Regions from separate parts of the Macaca mulatta genome. Here region 1 is linked to region 2. Evidence: chromatin contacts called from public Hi-C data. All regions are on one chromosome and are shown on one strand. Each heading gives the region's core, a stretch centred on a gene start, on an enhancer-like site or on the middle of the called end of the contact. The rest is flanking DNA. Distances are from core to core; before and after follow the strand shown. Region 1 holds the start of ARRDC3 (arrestin domain containing 3). Region 2 has its middle 170 kb from the start of ARRDC3.

Evidence for each region. Hi-C and Micro-C count contacts between places; a contact is called where the count stands out from the background.
Region 1: a contact with region 2 is called in a Hi-C map of blood, with 3 times the contacts expected there. The contact joins the promoter of ARRDC3 here to the enhancer-like site in region 2. A contact is called at or near these places in 4 of 14 Hi-C or Micro-C datasets (CD4 T cells, blood, cortical neurons and 1 more).

What each region holds. Positions count from the first base shown.
Region 1 is chr6:97,757,877-97,763,693 of T2T-MMU8v2.0, reverse strand. It overlaps ARRDC3 (arrestin domain containing 3), which reads left to right and starts at 2,732. Exons shown (of 8, transcript NM_001260940.1): 1 at 2,732-3,226. The coding sequence starts at 2,947. LOC144341323 (a long non-coding RNA gene) reads right to left here and starts at 5,672. Exons shown (of 3, transcript XR_013418183.1): 1 at 5,115-5,672.
Region 2 is chr6:97,592,633-97,598,732 of T2T-MMU8v2.0, reverse strand. No RefSeq gene overlaps it. Among named protein-coding and RNA genes, the nearest start is that of ARRDC3, 170 kb to the left of the region's middle. Within about 2 kb of position 1,987, at least 10 of the 40 cell types and tissues checked have an H3K27ac peak or open chromatin away from gene starts, as enhancers often do. A contact at or near this core is called in blood, where this site is marked.

The DNA of each region.
Region 1 (5,817 bases), core at 1,483-3,982, 160 kb before region 2:
GATATTTAGACAAAAAATCTGAAAGGGGGAAGTTATGAAAGCAACAAGAGAAAACATTCAAAATCTGGTCCAAGTGTTTTTGTTTTTCTTTTAAGAAATGAAAAGATAAAGAGAGACCAGGAGCGGGCAGCTCAGGTCTGTAATCCCAGCACTTTGGGAGGCCAAGGCGGGCGGATCTCTTGAGGCCAGGAGTTCGAGACCAGCCTGGCCAACGTGGTGAAACCGTCTCTACTAAAAATACAAAAATTAGCCGGGGGTGGTGGTGCGTGCCTGTAATCCCAGCTACTCTGGAGGCTAAGGCAGGAGAATCGCTTGAACCTGGGAGGTGGAGGCTGTAGAGAGCCAAGATTGTGCCACTGCACTCCAGCCCAGGTGACAGAGTTGAGACTCCATCTCAAAAAATCAAAATGAAAATGGTAGCTGGTAAGAATTTCTTGGAAATTTGCCAGTTACCTAAGTATTTAAGAAGACACAGTAAAAAGAAAATTTAAAAAATAGCAAAATAAATAATAAAGACAACTATTCAAAAGATCCTGAAAGCTTCAAACACAAAGAATAATGTACTATACAGTAACAGGAATGAAACATTTAATATTTTAAAACAATTTTCCAAACTACAGATAAATTTCTTAGAGTTCTGTTTTATTAAATGCAATTCTGGTGTATTTAATTCTTTTTTCTGAAATAAGTTATATTCTAATTAAATAAATTTTACTAAAAAAATCTGAATTCAGCTATTGTTCACTAACCCTTAATAATTTTTAACATAAATGTAGACACAAATGTGCAATGAATTTATGTATTCATTGTGGACTACACTTTTAAATCCATTCCTTGCTCAGTGGTTTTTGAATGCTTATTAAGTATCATTGACATTATGCTGAGGAAAAGCTGTCATTCTAGGAAATTCACCACTTCTACCACTAGGTGGAGAAAAAACACAAGTAGTATCTGTAATCAAAGCTAGTACAAGGACTCAGGTACTTTACCTAGAATTTCCACCAGGTGTCAACCAAGAGGGGGGGAAAAAGATAAGACTGTTTTTTCCACTTAAATATGCAAATTTATAATTTTACGCATAGCGATCTAAACTCTGAAATAAATGGCCTGCTCATTGTCTAGTTTGCATATTTATACTTTTTATATATTGCTGTTGAGTCCAAGATACTGCCTTGTCAACTAAAATCCAGCCCCCAAAAGCTTAGTTTCTTTTGAAATAAAGAAAACAGCAAGACCAATAAGTTTAGTTTATTGTGACTCATAGGTTCAACCTACCCAAATACACTACGCAAAAGAATCTAAAATGTTTAGACACGGACAGCCAAAAATCTTCCAAGGTATTTTTGTTCATACATATATATAGAGAGAGAGAGAGAGCACCAGATTCATATTTTTTCTTTCTACATTTCTCTTGTAAGGCAGTTCTGTTGATTGCCAGTAATCTAGATGAGTTTATGCTGTTATGCTCTGAATCCCAGTGTGATGTGACGAAAGCACTGCTATTTTTTACCAAACATTCACAATAAAAAGAGAAATGTACCTATATTTAAGATGTATCATGAGAATTACTACGTTAAATGGTCCAAGGCTCTTTCGGCCGAAAATTAAAGCTTCACAGTTAACCCCTATTTATATACCAAATCATGCTTTTTAAAAACAATTTTATGCGCTTCACTAATTTCTAACAAAGATTTTCCGATTCTGTTGCAAACAATATGTCAGCTAAACCACTATGTCCTATGCCTTTTATAAGATGGTACTTTTTTAGGCCGAACTCTATTCTTATTCCTCTGGACACAGGAGTTGTAATCATGTCTTACTCTGCAAATCTAGCCGTAGGTGGTGTCTTAAAAAGGACTTTTTCTTCCTTCGAGGAAGTGGTCAAGCTTCCCCCCAGCCCCCACCCGTGTCATCCTGGAAACAACTTGGTTGTTTTTCGGTGCTATCTAATTAAGCGATGTAGGAGAAAGAAGTTGAGGAGACAAAAAAGCCTATTGATTACATTGTACTTGCTTCTCTACCTCGCTCTTCAAAGGACTAAGGTTCCTTTGACCTCGACTGAGTTCATTTCCACCCTGCCTACAAAGTACTGGTTTAAAAAAAAAAAAAAAAATCCAAGCCAAGTATGCTCTTGTCTATGAACAATACTTCTTGTCCAGTTTTATTACATTTTCTTTGAAAATTCGTTAGATTATGCTCAACAATCGGCCGCTTGCCCAACCGGTTTCTCCCTTCCCCCATCTCTCTTCACACATCACTTTTTCCTCCTCCCATCCAGGCAGTTGGTAAAACGCTGCAGTGCCAGTAACGCACGCTTTGGGGTGGTCACTGCAGTTTATCCTTACTTGGCTTTGCAAACTCCCCACCCAGGCCTTGTCCCCTCGCGCCCCACTCTGCCATTATCTTTCCAGTAGAGTGTGCTCGGTAAGGGGCTCCAGATAGCACGTCGAGGGTATACGGCAGCCTGCCTACCAATAGGAGCCCACAATGAAGAGAAGTCAGGTTCAGCCGGCCGGCAGCTCCAGTATCTCCTTCCCCTAACTCTACACCTACTGTACCCGGGAGCGAGCGAGCAAGGGAGGGAGCGAGCGCGGCGCGGCGCGGCGCGGCGCTGGAGGGGGCGCGCAGGGAGGGCGGACAGCAGCCGCGGCCTGCGCTTGCGCATTGGGGTTGTTTTTCACAAAGCTGCTCTTAAAGTGAGCTGGCAGCCTTTAGCCGCCCGTCTTTGTAAGGAGACCACTGAGACGAGCGGGAGCGCGGAGCAGCAGCTTCTGCTGCCCTGACTTTTTAAGAAATCTCAATGAACTATTTGTAGAGAATCACTGATCCGGCCTGCAAGCATTTTGCACGGCAAAAATATCGATCAGTGTTAAGTGAAGATCACATTTTATATGCGATCTTGACTTTTTTGTCTTACATTATATTTTTATAGATTTTGTTATAAACATGGTGCTGGGAAAGGTGAAGAGTTTGACAATAAGCTTTGACTGTCTTAATGACAGCAATGTCCCTGTGTATTCTAGTGGGGATACTGTCTCAGGAAGGGTAAATTTAGAAGTTACTGGGGAAATCAGAGTAAAATCTCTTAAAATTCATGCAAGAGGGCATGCGAAAGTACGCTGGACTGAATCTAGAAACGCCGGCTCCAATACTGCCTATACACAGAATTACACTGAAGAAGTAGAATATTTCAACCATAAAGACATCTTAATTGGGCACGAAAGAGGTAAGTTTTTCTGTTATTCAGAAGTCATTGGACTCATTTTCTTTGGAAACGTACCTTTTCAGTTTTCTGAATTAACGTGATTCTACTCATAGTATAACTAAGCAGTTTGATAAAGGTTAGCAAAGTTGGAAGGTTTGGATTCCCCTTGACGTTCATCGTGTGTTAAGCCGTAATGCATGCAGGCATCTGCAAAGTGACTGCAAACTACACTTATTCAACTACCTCTATACCCGGCTTGGTCTGTGCCATACGCGCTTGTAGTCCATTTGCACCTTATAAATTCTGCTTGAATCCAATGCAATCGTTTTACTAATATATTTTCAAATGAATTGCTAAAAGCTGCAGTCTTAGATTTTTGCCCTTTTACTTGCAACCTAAGATGTAAAAACTAAACTTCAATCAAGAAATGTAATAACATTTTTAAGAGGCTTAATGGGCGTGTTTCATTTTTAATTTTGGAATGCAAAAGACTTTAAAGAATTGATCACTGTGCTTTCATAAAAGGTTTATGTGGCTTATTTTGACATATGGTATCAACACCCCACGTGTTTTTTCTCTATTCTTTCCCATTCCTTTAAAAATTTACACCCAGCATTCCTTATTTTAAAGGGTACTGTCTGTCATTATGATAGGTATCGAGTCAGTTTTAGAAGCCATTTAGGATCAGTAATTTTCTTTTCCGAGCATCATGTCTAACTTTGGAACGTGCATTCAATGAAACCCATGCCAGTCAAATGGAATTGAAAAGTATAGGGCACACTGGATTTGATTTTTGGTTAGAAGAGGGAGATAAAGGGTTGTCAAAGGGAGAAGGAGTCCTGAGATTTCCAATCTATTGTTTAAATGGTTACATTGTGGAAATATAGGAGAGTCTAGGCTTGTTTTTCTAAGTTTCCACCCTTTGTTAGAAGCGGTTCAATCCTGTTTCGGACCAGTTCTGGGGGGTGGTGAGGAGGGGCGCTTGTTCTGCTCTCAGCAGATTGGTTACACGCGTCAGGTGGTGGCGATGACTTAATTCCTAGCCCAAGAAGAATATAATGTTAAAACTGGTTATGTAATTTTTGTGCCTCTCCTTTTTAATGCAGTATTTAGTTCAGATGTTGGCGATTTTTCAGAAAAAAATTAGAGCCATATTTTACCTTCTTTTTTATATTAAAAACGTACATCCTGGAGAGGTGCTGATGACTGAACTAAGGCAAGTGAGAAATGAAGGATGCTTTGAGGGGCAGTATTAATGCATGATTTCTGAAACTATTAAGGTGAACTCAGTTCTTTAGTAGGATTTTCGTAGATACAGGTACTTTGCATCCTGAAATAACTAATTAATGTCTCCAAGCGTTAACACTGATAGGAGATGCAGATGCCTAATGACAGTCTTGGTATTTGTTGAAAAGCAGATAGATGAGTTTGTGTTTCTACCTTTCTGAATATTGCAGCCTTTTATGAAATGGGTGAAAGAAACAGATTTTTCTTCAAGAGGTTGAGACTTGCAATGGGGGAAAAGTAGAACAATGAGTTGTGAGGACAAATATTTCATTAGTTACACCATGATTTCATGGTAAAGAAAACTAAATGCCCTGCACCCCCAACAAAATGCCCCCCCCCCCAAACCCTGCAACGCGTAGACGAGCTCAGTCTGGAATAGTTTCAATGACTTGAAACTGGGAGCTCTCAAACTAGCCTGGTAACTGAGACCCCGCCCCGGGCGCCCGGGATAGGCGGAGCCAGGTTTGTTAGCCTGTTGCTAAGGCGATGGCAGGCGCTGATTGGATTGGGCGCGGGCGGGTGGGGAGAGGGGGCTCGCGCCGCTGCTGGGGCGAGGCTAGGAAACCGGCGTGCGCCGGTAAAGGTCCCTCCAGAGAGCCACCCCCACCCAGTCCATACTCACGTTTGTTCCCGGGCTTCTGGGGGCGCCCGGCCCGTGTCACATCACGTTCTATCGCCCCTCTTTTGGGCCTGCTAAGGACCATCGAAAGGAAACGACTTCAGGCTTTAGCTGAGTTGAGGGCAGACGCTCCTGCCGGCCTTACAGGTGCCGGATGGCCCGGGACCCAACTTTAGTGGAAAATCCTTTTCAGATGGAATTTGGATGGGAAGGGTTGGCAGGACCCCCGTTAGCTATCTGCCGGGTAGGAGGTGTCAGGGGACTCCTGTGAACGCTTCTGAAACAAAGCGTGTTCCCCGACCTCTCCAGTAGCCACACTGGCTACCTTGAGTTGACCTGAGGGGACAGAGCAGAGGCTGGCCCGGGGAAGAAAGAAAATGATTCCAATATCGAAATCTAGGTGGGGGCTTCGAAGGGTATCCTCTGCCCCCTCCCCCATTGTTTTCCGAAAGCTTCAGGCCCCCGCCTCCCCTCGGCCGCCCCAGTTTCCCTCGCGGAAACTAAAGGTGTCAGAGTGGCCCAAGCCAGATCGAACCGGTCGCCGGCTGGGGCGTGTAAAGCGGAAGCGCCGCGGCTCGCTCGCCCCGCCCCTCGTCCAGCAGGCTAGGTTGTGCGGGCACGGGCGCGAGCGCCGCGCGACGTATGCCGTATGTATAGCGGGGCGCGCGGGCGGCGGCGGCGGCGCGCGAGCAGGCCGGCTGGGATC
Region 2 (6,100 bases), core at 738-3,237:
CCCTGTCAAGTCTATGTTGGGATTATCTTTGTGTATCTAAAGTGAACTCCATGCTTTTCCTTAGGAACAATTTAATTTGCTGTGTGGAGAAAGTGTCCTCTGGCTCTCTAAGAGTTAACTGATCTGGCTCTATCTGATCTATCTGTGAATTTCTATAAATACTTTACAGGTATGTGAACAAACCAGTGTCAGATAGTAAAGGAATTTGGTAGCCATTCCAGCAATCTACTTTACGTGGCAATCGGTGAGGATGTTATCTTAGCTGCCTTTTTTTTTTTTTTTTTTTTTTGACAGGGTCTCGCTCTGTCACCCTAGCTGAAGTGCAGTGGTGTAATTTCAGCTCACTGCAGCCTCGACCTCCTGGGCTCAAGCAATCCTCCCACTTCAGCCTTCCTAGTAGCTGGGACTACAGGTGTGCACCACCACACTTGGCTAATTTTTGTATTTTTTGTAGAGATGGGGTGTCACTATTTTGTCCAGGTTGCTCTTTTTCTTTTTCCTTCTTCTTCTTTTTTTTTTTTTTCTTTTAGAGACAGAGTCTCACTCTGTCACCCAGACTGGAGTGCAGTGGCATAATCTCGGCTCACTACAACCTCTGCCTCCCGGGTTCAAGCGATTCTCCTGCTTCAGCGTCCCAAGTAGCTGGGATTACAGCCACGTACAACCATGCCTGGCTAATTTTTGTTATTTTTAGTAGAGATGGGGTTTCACCATGTTGTCCAGGCTGCTCTCAAACTCCTGACCTCAGGTGATCCACCCACCTGAGTGGATGGATCCCAAAATGCTGGGATTACAGGCATGAGCCACTGCACCCGGCTCCAGGCCGGTCTTGAACTCCCAAGCTCAAGCAATCCTCCTGCCTCGGCCTCTCAAAGTGCTGGGATTATAGGCGTGAACCACGGTGTTCAGCCTTAGCTGTCTTTTTACTACCATCCCCAGCCTCTGCTTATCAGTTGTGAGTTTCCTCTGTGCCTTTCTAATTCTCTTTCTCTGTGTTTTCTTCCAGCTCCTTTATGTTACCCACCAGAGGGATGAAAGCGATTGATTCTACCAGAAGCTATTGAAAAATGTATATGGCTTTTAGTAGTCGTGATGATGATGATGATGATGATGATGATGACAATTGTTTTGGCATTTTCAGATTTCAGAAGCAAATTGCTGCCTCCTGGGCACTCTACTCATGGCCAGTTAACTTTAAAGTGGTCCTGTTTGCTTTGTGGTGGTCGGGGGTGGCTTAGCAAAAATTACAAAGGAATAAAAAGCTAAATTTAGCAAGTCTATCTCTACTATGTTGTGTCTAATCTTCTTGTGCTGGTTTCCTAGAGTGCCCTCTGCTGGGCCCAACCAGGTCTTCTGACTCCCATGAAACCCATGCCTCAACTGTCATCAGAAACTTACTATTTTATGTCACATGCCATCAGAATCCTAGCGTTTGCTTTCCAGATTGACAATGAACCCAGGTAAACTAATCCATGTTAATGTGTGAATGTATTTTATCGTATAAATGGGAAAAAACCCAACGCCCCTCTCAGTCATTTAAGTGTACATTTCCACAATGACCTTATGGATGTACGACTTCTACTTAGTATCTAACTCTGGTGACTAATGCTGAGAATGGAAGCCAGGAATCTGGGGAAGGCTATGCTCTGGGAAATCAAAGGGGAATATATTTTCCAACAGACAGAACCTTGTGGCTCCCCTCAAATTACACTGTGTGGGCAGCTGTCTACTCAAGCTATCTGTATGGCCAAGCCCCATGGAGGTAATTTTCACCCTGTCAGCCAGAAAAGAATGAACATCATTGTTTACTTTTAAGTTTTTATGAAGAATGCCTTGAGCTCTTTAGATTGTGTTATCTAAGTCTTAATAGTAAGGAAGTATGTGCCATTGTTTTGGGGATTAATTTATCCATAAAGATAGGTATAGGTTGTACAGTCATTGGCTTGACCTCTGCTGCCCTGTGTACTTTCTTGTCTACTGAAATCAGTTGGGCAATTCTTGTCTGTAAGCACGTTTCCCAAGAACTGGTTAGAGCCAGTCTTCATAGGAGGAACCTATTATGAAACCAGCTCCGAGGATATTTACTTTGCTCAAGATCTACTGAATGCTATGCTTACTTGAAAATGAAATTGCTTTCTTTTAGCTCTGACCCAGCCCCTTGAAAACCAGCGACCCTTGGGATTCAGTTAGAATGAGACAGAAAGGGGAAATGATATGCCGGACCTGACTGACATTTTTCTGTCAATCAGGCTCAGTGACAAGCTTTTCTTATTGTTTAAACTAGTATTTGCATAGTTGTTGAATGTGTGTGTTTCAAGAAGATCAGCTAAACTGATAACATATTATCAAGTAAATAAGGCACCCAAGATTGGGAACTTGGAGGACATAGCACACATTTTTTGAAGGCCCACCTTTTTTCTTAAAATGTAATGTGAAATTTGTATCTTTCTATTTAACATATCCAGGTCTTATTTAAGACAAAGATAACTCACATAGTTGCTTTCCAGTTAAGTTATTTAATCATCCAAATCCTCAGTTAAATAAATGCTCCAGTGAGAAACATTGTCTTATGGCTCCTGATCTAAAATTATGCCTCCCCGGGAATGTATGTATCTAAATTTGAGAAGCGCAAGCTCGGAGAAATAGTGAAGGAGAGAATCCAGTCAGAGAAAAATGAGTGTGTACTGATGGTCAATCTGTAGATAAGGAGGACTAGTGTAAGTTTTGTTGTAGATGACTTTCATAGGAGAGTGGCAGTGGCATTTGATGTTGAGACCTAGTACATAGTTGTACTGAGATGAAGATGTTAGGATTATCTAGATAGAGCCAGAAATGAAAAGAAAATAACCTCAGAATATGGAATCATCAGGATGGCTGTGAAAAAGGCAGAAATGTGATAAACACTAATTCAGACTTCTTGGGCTCCTTACACACTTATAGAAATTGTGGATGCACAAAGTAAATGGTATGGCATGTAAATAAAGAAGAAAATTCTGCATATTACTTTTGGCATAATAGCAACTTCTTTCTACTTTGTGAAATTCAAAAATAAATATCCTTTTAATCTAGAGAGTGCTATATACTTTTCCTAACTAGTGTCTTACATTTATTATCTATAATAAATATTATCTGTAATATTATCTACAATAAATATCTAAAATAGTTATTTATAAAATAATATATAATCTGTAATTATACAATATATAATTATTTATAGGATACTTATTACATTTAATAAATATTATCTATTAATATCATAATATCTATAATTATTACTTCAAAAGTTTATTTAAAACTCAGAGTAAGTTTTCCAATGCAGTCTTCTTCTTAGCACTGAGATTTTCAAACCAGTCCCCAGAGTGTATTTAACACACAAGGCCTCTGGAAGAGGTCTGAAGTAAGGGGCTTAAGTATCTACATTTTTAGTAAACACACTTTGATGCAAGTGACCTGGACAACACCGTTAGAAACAGTATTGTAAGAGGTTGAAGACTCTTGGGATAAGGGCTGGAGACTAAGGACACCACTTGAGAGCCTGGGACAGGGTTGCACAGGGTTGTAGAACTACATGAAGTTGCTTGTTTAGTCCATAATTCCCCTCTCTGCTACTTGGTATCTCTCCCAACTCCCCAACAAAAGTAGATACCTTGGCAGTTAGATGGAACCAACTAACCAGATCTCATGGAACCATGGTAGACACGTGACCTAGGCCAGGCCAACTAAATATTTCAACTTAAGAGTTTGGACCTGGGACAGGAATACCAGTTAACTACTGGTTGTTTGAAATGAAGAGATTCCCCGGAGCTACAGGAAGCCAGGCCTCTCTTGTGAATGGACCGGCAGAGAACAGCACACATAGAGGAAGAAGGAAAAACACACAGGGAGAAGAGATGAGGAACCATGGGTTGGAGATGGGGAGGGAGAGGGAGAAGGAGTAGAGGAGGGAGGGAGAAATAGAGAAAACCAGCAAGAAAGCCAGAGGGAAAGAATTTTCCCTAGAGCTTATCAATTTGCTGCTGTAGATGCTAGTTCCTCCTGTGGTCTGAGTGTGTTTTCTATAAGATATTTTTGTATCTGTCCAGTAAACTCTTCTGTCTCGCTCAAGCTAATTTAAATGTGTTCTTGGGTGAGAGGACAACCAGGAATTAAGGATAAGCACAGCTATAATGAGCTGTGTCTTATTCTTGTGACTGCTTCCTCCCTCCAATCTTTCTCCATTCTCTCTTCCCCTTTCTACCCGGATTTCCTCAACCAAGATTGTTAGGGGAATGAAAAAATGATTTTTCTTCTCTCCAAATCCTTGATCCTTTTCCTTTTTTGTGTTTAACTCTTTCCTCTTCTTCGTTGCAAAGAGGAAGAGAGCCTCCTTTCCTTTTGTTATTTTAAAATTATTATTATTAATTAGTCAATTTTAAAAATTAGAGATGAGATCTGTTGACTAGGCTGATCTCAAACTCCTGGCCTCAAGTGATCCTCCCATCTCGGCCTCCCAGAATCCTAGGATTACAGGCATGAGCCACTGTGCCTGGCCCCTCCTTTCCTTTTCCCATCCTTGCTTCTCTCTAAGTGTTATTCATCTCTACCCTGAATAAGAATGAGTGGCTGCGATGTGGAGGGAAGAGGAGGGAATTTCCAGGACCACTTGGCCACATGTAAGAAAGAGATTGCTCATATTAAAATGTAACACAGGGAGTATATTTGTTTAAAATAGCCCATTTAACAAATGCCCAGTGAACTTAACCTTATGTAATGTTTTACGTGATGGAACACTTCTCCGGTTGGATCAGTTTCAGTTGTGCTAATTGGGCCTTTTGTTTTGAGAGAGAGAGAGTTTCACTCTGTTCACCCAGGCTGGAGTGCAGTGGCTTGATCTCTGCTCACCCCATCACCACTTCCTGGGTTCAAGCCATTCTTGTGCCTCAGCCTCCCAAATAGCTGGGATTACAGGGGTGCACCACCACGCCTGGTTGATTTTTGTATTTTTAGTAAGGATGGAGTTTTGCCATGTTGGTCAGGCTGGTCTCAAACTCCTAGCCTCAAGTGATCTACCCATTTTAACCTCCCAAAGTGCTGGGATGACAGATGTGAGCCTCCACACCCGGCCCTAACTGGGCCTTTAAAAATTAGATGCTCTTTATTGAGCTGAAAGAAAAGAATTTCAGGTGAGGAATAAAGGTCTAGATCTGTGATCAACTTGAAATATAATAGTCATTATACAAAAGTTACATCCTTATATCATAAAAATATTTTATGTTGAAAGGGCTAAGCTAAAAATGCCCCAATTTAGACTTGGATGATGATGATGATTTATTATTATTATTATTTGAGACAAAGTCTCGCTCTATCGCCCAGGCTCCCAGACTGGAGGGCAATGGTGTGATCTCTGCTCACTACCCCTCCGCCCCCCGGGTTCAAGCGATTCTCCTGCCTCAGCTTCCCGAGTGGCTGGGATTACAGGCACCTGCCACCACACCTGGCTAATTTTTGTATTTTCAGTAGAGATGGCGTTTCACCATGTTGGCCAGGCTGGTCTCAAACTCCTAACCTTGTGATCTGCCCACCTCGGCCTCCCAAAGTGCTGGGATTAAAGGCGAGAGCCACTGCACCTAGCTGGCGTGGCTTATTTTTATGAAGACGTGGATTGAGTTGTCATAAATCACCAGATCAAGGCAGACAACATATTTGCCTTAAATGAACCTGTAGTGAGTTTTCCTTCTTGCATTTGTATGAAGTTGGGAGAGATGTAGCTTAGCGTGTATGGACGGACAGAAGAAAACTTTGATTCTCGTTCAGCTCTGCTGCTCACTTGGCTAGCTACCGGAATTTCAATAAATCACAATTTCTCTGGGTCTAAATTTTCTTACTTTTATAAAACATGAAATACTTTCTTCAAACAAAGCTACAATATGTACATTAGATGAAAGGATAGTGCCCTGATTGGGTTGGTCTGAAGGTGGGCCAACTGGCCAGAATTTCTTTCCTTCCAATCTCCTCCCCATTGTCTCACTACTCTACCCACCCACCCCACCTGCCTCTACCCTTCTGGACTTGAATGAACTCTCAGGGCTTTCCTGAGCACCCCTGTCAATCCTTAGACTGA